2 separate regions of the Sus scrofa genome follow, and region 1 is linked to region 2. A link is a contact called in public HiChIP or PLAC-seq data. All regions are on one chromosome and are shown on one strand. Each heading gives the region's core, a stretch centred on a gene start, on an enhancer-like site or on the middle of the called end of the contact. The rest is flanking DNA. Distances are from core to core; before and after follow the strand shown. Region 1 overlaps LOC106508915 (a long non-coding RNA gene). Region 2 overlaps FOXO3 (forkhead box O3).

Region 1 (4,820 bases), core at 724-3,223, 140 kb before region 2:
GCATTATCCCCATCAGACACGTGGTAAGGCTGGGGGCCCATATTTTTCCATTTCAATCAGCAGGACCCTCAACTTGCAGCTCAAGGTTCTATCCAGTTTCTCAAACTCCCTGGCTTTCATCCATTTCAAATATTCAAAATCAGAGCTCTTTGCTCACCCCACTCACCCTGACCTCCAGGTCTGTCTTAGGTTGGCTTCCCCAGAAAGCAGACTTTTTTGGGCACAAGTAATTTGTCAAGGAGGTGCTTCTAGAGGTAACCAGTAACGGGAGCAGAACAGGGAAGGAGAGAAAGGCCAGCCAGGGGGAGGTCTCAGCAGAGTCACAGAGAGCAGCTTTAGACCAACCCTGCTGGGGACCAGACCTGTGCACCCGAGGGGACAGGAACCGGAGATGCAGGTGAGGAAAGGCCAGGCAGTGGAAGTGGGAGGGACCCTGTTCACCATCTTTCCCAGCGACCTACATACATTCGAGGGAGTTGTGCTTCCCCTTGTTACACCTTTAGGTTCTGTGGTTCTAGGGAGCTTAATTCCCAGAAGGGAGATACTTCCAGCAGGGACACAAGAAGAGTCCATCCAACCTAAATCTAGGGCAACCATCTGGTCATTTGGGGGATTCTCACACTGTAGAGCATCAGGCAAAGAAAGGAGCTGCCGTGCTGGCAGGATGATGAATGCTGCTCCTTAGGAGGAGGCCCTCAACTTCCTACCATGGGCCAGGCAGGAGTAGGTACTGAACTCAGGGCTGCTTCAGTTTGCCCCCACACCCAGTGTCAACTATGACCCGGCAATCATAGCCGGCACGGCCCTGGTAACCAGGGTTCAGACTCCTCACAGATGAAGGCCTGGGTCACCCTGTCAAGGGAGCAACCAGTAGAGGTGCCAGCCGGCAAGGGTGCGGGGCGGAGGAGGGTTGCAGACATATCAGTTGCCTCCAGTCTCGCTGGAGCAGGCGAGGGCTGTCAATTGTCCAACTAACTCACCTCTTGTACATTTTCCCTAAAAATTGCAACCAATCTCCGCCACGAAAACTCCGTGATGAGAGGGGCTGAACCTGAAGGTGGGGTGCAGGGGAACAGGGTCTGTACAGCTCCTCTCAGATTCCTTTGGGTTTTTTGTTCCCTCCTGCCTTCCCCGTGTTTGGCTTCCCAGCCCTGCCCCTGAAAGAAAGTGCGGGGGGGGGGGGGGGGGGTAGGAGGGGAGGCTGGCTTCTCCAAAGCAGGCCCCAGATGGGGATTTGACAGGTGCTTGTGTGAGGGAGGGGCACAGGCCTGAGCTCACAGAGGGGGCTGGGCCTGACTGTAAGTCTGAGCTCTCTCTTCCTGCAGCCACCACAGCTCCAGAGCCCCCAGGGCCCATCTGCCAAACAACCACAGAGCTGGCTTGGGAAGAGAAAACCCATCCAGGCCTGGGGTGCACAAGAAGCGGCAAAAACGGACCAGGGGGAGTATGGGGGGCCGAGCGGGTGGGCACTGTTACCAGCTTTACTATAGAAATGCTTTGGGGGTTGCTTTACTTCCTGTAAGAATGAATTTGGCCCAAAACACAAGAAACCAGTCAGTCTGTTCCAACAGGACCGGAAGACCACGTGTGCCCCATCTGACCTTCCGGCCAAGCGTGCAGGGGAAGGCGGGTGCAGTCCTGCCTTCCAGAACGGTCCCTCCGGCCGCAGCAAGGGGAAGCCACCTGTGGACTTCTTAAACCACAGCCCAGCAAGCCCCCAGGCAGCCTCTCATTACGGGGCAGAAGGGAAATACGGGGGGGGGAAATACGTGTCCCCGTAGAGTCGAGACTGGCGAGGTCACTCTGAATCCGAGAAGTAAAAAAACAAATCAAAACAGAGAACTGGCACTGACAGGTTCAAGACACAATTTGCTGCTTCAAATTACACTTCCTAAGTTTTGCTTGGGCTTGGAGTTATTTTCAAGCCAGGCAGGTTTCCAAGAGTCAAAAGCTCTGTTGCGAGCAGCCACACTCATTGGTCCATTCCTTGTGTCTTTCTTTCCGTGCACGTTGATGGAACGCCTGCCCTGCAAACAACCACAGGGCTGGGGGAGAAAAAGAAACACTGGCCCTGCCCTTACAGAGTTTATGGTTTACTAGGGAGACAATCGCTCGATAAATAAGTCCACTCATAGATATGGAAAGACAAATTATGAGGGCATCTTGGCAGAAAAATAGAATGTCATGAGAGGGAAGAGCCGAGTGAACTAAATTAATTTCATCGGTCAGGAGAGATCCCTCTGAGGGAATGGCTTGTCCATGGAGGCCTGAGGATGAGTAGGAGTCAAACTATGAAGGAGAGGGAGGTTGGGCGTTCATGGACTGGCCTGCCTGGGCAGAAAGAACAGCCTGAAATTGGGAAAGACAAGTGTTGACCTAAGGCTCAGACAAACCAGAGCAGGCAAAGCCAAGCACCCCAGCTGCCCCAGAGACCCAAGGAAAAGCTTAAGCTTGTTTCTGTATGTGCGCAGTGGGAGTGGGGCTTCAGGAAGGGAAGGGCAGGGGATGGGCTGGTGTAGTGGTAAAACCTGCTCTGGGTCAGGTACTTAAAAAAAACCTTTTTTTTTTTTCCTTTGTCTTTTTAGGGCCGCACCCAAGGCCTTTGGAGGTTCCCAGGCTAGGGGTCCAATTGGAGCTGTAGCCACCGGCCTACACCACAGCCACAGCAACATGGGATCTGAGCTGCATCTGCGACCTACGCCACAGCTCAGGGCAATGCCAGATCCTTAACCCACTGAGCAAAGCCAGGGATCGAACCCGAGTCCTCACGGATCCTAGTCAGTTTCGTTACCCCTGAGCCATGACAGGAACTCCTCATATCCCCTCTTATTCATCTCCCAAAACAACCCTGTATGGGTGGTGGTAGCTTCCCCACGCACAAAGTTCAGATGGGTGGAGTGGCGTGCCCAACACCTGCTCTCTCACAGTGGGTGAGGGCAGATATGGAACTAAAAGCTGGGGACAATGAGGTCACCAGCTCCCAGATCATGTTAGGTTTTATGACCTTGACAGCTCCCACAGACAACCACATGGTCTTTAGCGATATTATTAACTGAGTAGTTGTGAGGCTGATGCTTGGATGCTCAGAGCCTGCATCTGGTAGCTGAGAAGCCTGTGCTTCTGAACCAGGGCTGCTTCCTCCTCATAACCTAGCAATGGCTACGCTGACTCAGACCCACAGTCCACCCACAGTGCAGGGACATGGCTGTCCTCATGGAGGTCAACGTTAAAGGCCAGAGCCATCCTGCTTCTCTTCAATAGCCAATTATTGATCTAACACCTTTGAATTTAACTAAAACTGTTTTGTTGTTGTTGTTGTTGTTTTTGTTTGTTTGTTTGTTTGCTTTTTTAGAGCTGTACCCTAGGCATATGGAGGTTCCCAGGCTAGGGGTTGAATTGGAGCTACAGCTGCCAGCCAACACCATAGCTCACAGCAATGCAGGATCTGAGTCTCATCTTCGACCTACACCACAGCTCATAGCAACGCTGGATCCTTAACCCACTGAGCGAGGCCAGGGATCAAATCCGCATTGTCATGGATCCTAGTCGAGTTCATTAACTGCTGAGCATGAAGGGAACTCCCCAATAGGTTTTTCTTTAAAAAAAAAAAAAAGTTTTAGGAGTCACCTTCATGGCTACAGGTGCTACAGGCCTCTTCTTGGCCAAATCTGTGCTGGCTGTAGTGGGAGAATGTAAAATACTCTCCCCGTAAGGATTTTGGTGGGTTTTTTTCAATATATAAATTTTTATGGAATTATATATTCAGAAAGGTCCACAAATCATACATTTTCATCAAATAACTATGCTTGTGTAACTACCACCCAGATCAATAATAGAACCTCATCAGCTCCAGAAAAGAGGCCTGTGCCCTCTTCCTGGCAACGCACCCCTCCTCTCCTTCCAAGAGGGAACTGGTGTTCTGACCATGTGTTTGTCTCCTATTGTTGTTGTAACAAATTACCATAAACTTAGTGGCTTCCAACAGCACATATTTATTCTCTTGTAGCTCTGGAGAACAGAAGTCCAAAATCAGTCTCATTGGGCCAAAATCAAGTTATCTGCAGGGCTGTTTCCTTCTAGAGGTTTCTAAGGGAGAATTTATTTTGATCCCTTTTCCACCAGTTTCTACAGACCACCTGCATTTCTTTTTTTGGGGGGTGGAGGGCGCAGTCATGGCATATGGAGGTTCCCAGGCTACAGGTCCAATCGAAGCTGTAGCCGCCAGCCTACATACAGCACAGCCACAGCAATGCAAGATCCAAGCCGCGTCTGCAACCTACACCACAGCTCATGGTAACGCTGGATCCTTAACCCACTGAGCGAGGTCAGGGAATCAAACCTGCAACCTCATGGTTCCTAGTTGGATTCGTTTCCACTTGGCCACGATGGGAACTCCCAACCACCTCCACTTCTTTACCTCCATGTGGCCCCCTACCTGTATCTTCAAAGCCAGCATCATAACATCTCCTGACTCTGATCCTCTTGTTCCGTCTTATTAGGACCCTTATAATTAGGTTGAGCTCATCTGGATAATCAAGGATAATCTTTCCATCTCAGAATCCTTTATTAAATCACATCTGCAAAATCTCTTTTACAAACTAAGGTAATATACTCACAGGTTAAGGGGACTAGGCCATGGATATCTTTGGGAGTTCACTATTTGGACCATAAAGGTTCAAAGGTTCATTTTGCTTCTTTTTAAACTTTTTATAAATGGAATCACATACTCCTTTAATGATGTCTTTAGATTTTAGAAAGTTTTAATTTTAGAGCAGTCTGGCTTATCAACGTTTTGCTTTAAGTTTAGTGCTTTTGTGTCT
Region 2 (4,761 bases), core at 1,495-3,994:
CAGAACTCAGAGATTCCGTCATCAGTTCAGCGCTGATTTCTCAGATTAGCCCTTCTCCTAGACAATTCCTGAGGAAACGAGGCCTGGAGAGGTGGACAGGGGAAGGTCAGGTTCACAAAACGGGACTGCCGAGAAGGATGGTCTACGTGCCAAGAGTCGAGAGCTGGGCTGGCAGATGTGGGGCCAGTTACACCTCACATGGGTGGTGAATAACAGGTGGAGGGTGGGGTCAGACGTGGCTTTCCTATCTTAATATACATGAAGAAAGGACGTAAGACATCAACAGTCTGCCCTGAAAATTGCCCCTTCAAAAAAGAAATAACCCCACATCTTCTGAAGGAGTCACTTATCTACATGACAAAAACCTAACCAAAAGGTATTAAGTTAAATAGGATAAATGCATTATCTTACGCTTCAGATGGTTTTTCTTTTAAATCTTCTAGGGCATCTCTGTTTACCTGCAGAAAGCAAAATTTTCAACTATTTTCAAAACATTATTAGTCAAATGACTGAGAAAAGAGATGTTTTTGAGTTCTCACAACTCCATATAAAAACTTCCATGTGAATTCTCGAGTGTAAAAAATACCCAATAGCACACGGGGCTGGGACCATGGGCTTCGTGACACACACCTGCCCTTCGCTTCCACTCACTAGGACAAGTCACAAGCCTGCTGGGCCTGCCCCTCACATTTGGACAACACGGTGTTTAGGGTGAGACCCACATTTAATCTAAATGCAGCTGGCAGGCACTTGCAGTGGCTAGTAAATAAATGGCCTATGCTGCACCAACAAAGAAGGAAAGGTGATTTCTTCTTTTTCAGGTGGGGATGAGGAGTGCAAGGACTATCACTTACATCTGCTTTACAGCCTGGAGAAAATGTGGCGAGCCTCAGCCCCAAGAATAATTACATTTCACCAGAATGCAAGTCTTAAAAGCCCTCTCTGTTCACAGTGGATGCTCATCTACAACCACACACTCAAGTCTGTTCTCCTGGGTTCTGAAAGAGCACCCAGCCAGGTATTACATACCTGCCTCAACCTGAACAGAAGGTCGTGCCAATTCCCCTCCTTGCGCTTTTAAGCCAAAATGAGAGATATGGTAGGACAGAACAGCCAAGGAAAGGCTCAGGCAGTTTTATAAAATCAAAATCCCTAATCCCTAATGGGTTAATTATTGATTTGGGAGTTTAGTTAGTCAAAGTAGAGAAAGATATGCTGATAGAGGTAGTCCCACCTCTATCACTTACCAAGTGCATGGCCTTGACCCTGTCACATAAACACCCTGGACCTCCGATTTCCCATCCATAAAGAAGAGCTGATGTGCATAAAACCCACAGCAGTGCCAGGCACATAATAAATGTTCATTAACAGTAGCTTTTAGGAGTTCCTGTCGTGGCGGAGTGGTTAATGAACCTGACTAGGAACCATGAGGTTGTGGGTTTGATCCCTGGCCTCGCTCAGTGGGTTAAGGATCCGGTGTTGCCGTGAGCTGTGGTGTAGGTCGCAGATGCGGCTCAGATCCTGCGTTGCTGTGGCTCTGGCGTAGGCCGGTGGCTACAGCTCCAATTCAACCCCTAGCCTGGGAACCTCCATATGCCTTGGGAGCAGCCCTAGAAAAGGCAAAAGGAAAAAAAAAAAAAAAAAAAAAAAAAAAACCAGTAGCTTTTAGTTACAGTCATGAAAAGGAAGAGTCAGCCGAAGGCTATGAGTGTTATCACACCCATTTGCTCCAATGCAGAGAAGATATAATTGCTTTTGCCCTTTTTTGAAGGGGAGGGGATAAAAGCTTCCTAATGTCACCCACAACCTTCCCCATATAACTAAGGGCCCAGGGCAGTTCTCCCCCAAACCAAAAGCCTCCTCTACAGACTCCTGGAGGGGATTTCTAAAGAATGGTTGAGCATATTGATGTCCCTTATTTCCATCTTCAGAACTGGGCCATGGGAGCCAAAGACTCGGATCCCTCTGATCCTTGGGCTGGAAGCCAGGCCTTCTTCATGGCTGCCAGGCAGGCTTTTTCTTTTGAGCCTGATTGTTCCATAAGGCACTTTACTCCTCTGTAAATGCATCCTTAACGCCAGATTTCTTTTCAACAAACACCACTATCACCACCACCAACCCCACCCACTCCCCCAAACATGCAAGCAGCAGCCCATCCTTCAGGAAACCCAAAATGGATGCGAACTGACATGCGTCATTTCATCTGTGGGCAGTGGCAGCTTTGGGGAGCATGTCACCACCACGGGCACTCAAGATCTCACCAAGCTGAATGACTTCCGCCTTCTTTAAAAGGCTGAGCACTCGCCTGAAGTCCAATTCTAAACGCTGCTGAGAGCATTACTGACGCACAGCTAGGACTCTCCTCCACATTCTGGCCCCAGACCTAAGTCTGTCAATGCAGCTTCCCCACCACTGCGTGAACCTTCTGATGTTCCAACCCCTAAACCTGCTTTCTTGATCCTTTCCAAGAATCGTGGTGAATCCTGGAGAGTGACTTGCTTGCCCTCTCCATCCCCAGGAAGAAAACACAGATCACTGTCCCTCTGAAGCTCATGTGGTCATGGATAGGGCTTCACAGAGGAAAAGGTATACTACTAATAGCTGAAAAATTTGTAATCCAAACTCACCCTGGTTTTTTTTCTCACTCCGTCAGATATAAGATTATTCACGAATCTCAGGCAACATCCTGAAGCAGCTGCTAGAAGGTCCTGAAATGAACTTTCAAGACCTGGCCAACCCACTGTTCTTGGCACTATTTATATTCCTAAAGCCATCAGCTAAGTTTGATATGGCTACTCAAGAGGCCCAGTTTAATGGACTCCAGAATCCAATGATACTGATAAGCAGCAATAAGGTGTCTGCATCTTTACCCGGCTTCGCCTTGTGGTGGGAGAGGCCACGCGTCATTAAGACTCTAGGCCAAGGTGAACACCATCTCCTCACCACTGCCTCGCCTCTGCCCTCAACACGAAGCAGCACCACTTTCCCCTTCACGTCACTGGCCCTCTCACACTGATTACACCCAGCACATTTTAATCTTATCTCTCTCCCACATGTCCCACGTCCGTCTGCAGATGAGTCAGGGAACTACCCCCTATCCGATGCTGGTCTTAAACCAGGAAATGTTCCCCCAAGACCAAAACAAACGAGGAGAAGAGATCACAAAATGACAAGAATCCAACCTAAACACAAGTCCTCTGAACACAGTACATGCACTGGGATGAACACTTGGCTTCCTCTGTGCACCTGAAAGGATCCTTTGGTGGGGGACGGGGCGGGGGTGCTGGTGCCCTTGACTACACAGAAAGCTACATGGCAACAAGGACCTATGGAAAGTCTACACTGTCTGTCTAGGGCCAAGAACTCTGTTACATCTCCACAGATATCACTGCAAGTTCTCTGTTCATCTCTTCCCACTCTTCAGGCCTCTGAAGTCAAAATGGCGTGAGAAATTTGATTTTTGATTTCGAATCTGTCCCCAGAAAAATTCCAGACTCAGCAAATGACTAAAAGCAGTGGTTCTCAAACTTCAGCTTGCAGCAGAATTACCTGGAGGCCTCTGACAACACGGATTGCTGGGTCCAGAGTTTCTGATTCAATACATCTAGGGTTGGGCCCAAGAACCTGAATTTCCAACAAGTTCCTAGGTGATGCTGCTGGTATGGAGACCATGCTTTGAGAAATTAATGCATTGGAACATGATAGAATCCTCTAGTATATCAGATTAGGTTGCACAAAAGAGGGATAGTGAGTTTATGCGTCTCAGATGTCAAGAATTATGCAATGACTTGAAATAGCACCATCTCTTATTACAAATTCCTGGAAACTTCAAAATTAGTTATCCAGGGTCCAGTGGAGACTAGAAAAACAAGTGCGAGTTGAAAACTAAAGAAGCCACATCATTTATAACAAAAGAAAGTACAGAGGATATTGTAGTTAAATCGTTTATTAAATAATGACATCTTTGCCTCAGAAGCCAATCATTCTCTTAGATTCCACTATGACAGCACCCCCCCCTTTTTTTTCTTTTGGATGCCCCATGGCATACAGAAGTTCCTGGGCCAGGGGTCGAACCTGAGCCAAGAAGTGAAAACCCTGGATCCTTAACCTGATGAGCCACCAGGAAACTCCCAACAACACCCCTTTTTATATGGAGCTTCTAGGAGGCAAACTCCACTTTCTAATCTCCTTGTAGAGAAAAAGGGTGGAAATAGGCCTCAAAGTCATTACTAAATTTGTTAGTAACTTCCACAGACAAACGTTCTAAATTTTCTAAGACAATGTTCTCACCCCCAACTATACGATATAACTACCTGGGAGCTTTAAAAATATATAGAGGAGCTCCCTTTGTGGCTCAGCGGTAACAAACCTGACTAGTATCCATGAGGATGCAGGTTCCACCCCCGGCCTCACTCAGCGGGTTAAGGATCCAGCATTGCCACAAGCTGCAGTGTAGGTTGCAGACACAGCTTGGATTCCATGTTGCTGTGGCTTAGGCTGGCAGCTACAGCTCCAGTATGACTCCCAGCCTGGGAACTTCCAATATGCCACAGGTTCGGCCCTAAAAAGATAGACAGATAGGTAGGTAGGTAGATAGATAAGTAAATAACTAAGATGCTCAGGCCCATACCTAGAGATTCTGACCCAACTGGTTTAGGATGGGACCTAGATACCTGTGTTTTCCAAAGCTCCCCCATGAGGCAGTTGAGGCTGAAAACTACTGATGCAGGAGAAAGATGAGAGACGATGGGTACTGGGAAA

The links. HiChIP or PLAC-seq counts read pairs in DNA pulled down with a chosen protein or histone mark.
Region 1: a contact with region 2 is called in an H3K27ac HiChIP or PLAC-seq map of skeletal muscle. The contact joins two enhancer-like sites. A contact is called at or near these places in 4 of 47 Hi-C or Micro-C datasets (mesenteric adipose tissue, omental adipose tissue, retroperitoneal adipose tissue and 1 more) and 1 of 2 datasets of contacts at active chromatin or transcription factors (skeletal muscle).

The regions. Positions count from the first base shown.
Region 1 is chr1:74,781,499-74,786,318 of Sscrofa11.1, reverse strand. The region is part of intron 1 of LOC106508915 (a long non-coding RNA gene); the gene reads right to left. Among named protein-coding and RNA genes, the nearest start is that of ARMC2, 140 kb to the left of the region's middle. Within about 2 kb of position 1,973, at least 17 of the 83 cell types and tissues checked have an H3K27ac peak or open chromatin away from gene starts, as enhancers often do. A contact at or near this core is called in skeletal muscle, where this site is marked.
Region 2 is chr1:74,645,789-74,650,549 of Sscrofa11.1, reverse strand. All of the region lies in intron 1 of FOXO3 (forkhead box O3), which reads right to left. Among named protein-coding and RNA genes, the nearest start is that of FOXO3, 18 kb to the right of the region's middle. Within about 2 kb of position 2,744, at least 8 of the 83 cell types and tissues checked have an H3K27ac peak or open chromatin away from gene starts, as enhancers often do. A contact at or near this core is called in skeletal muscle, where this site is marked.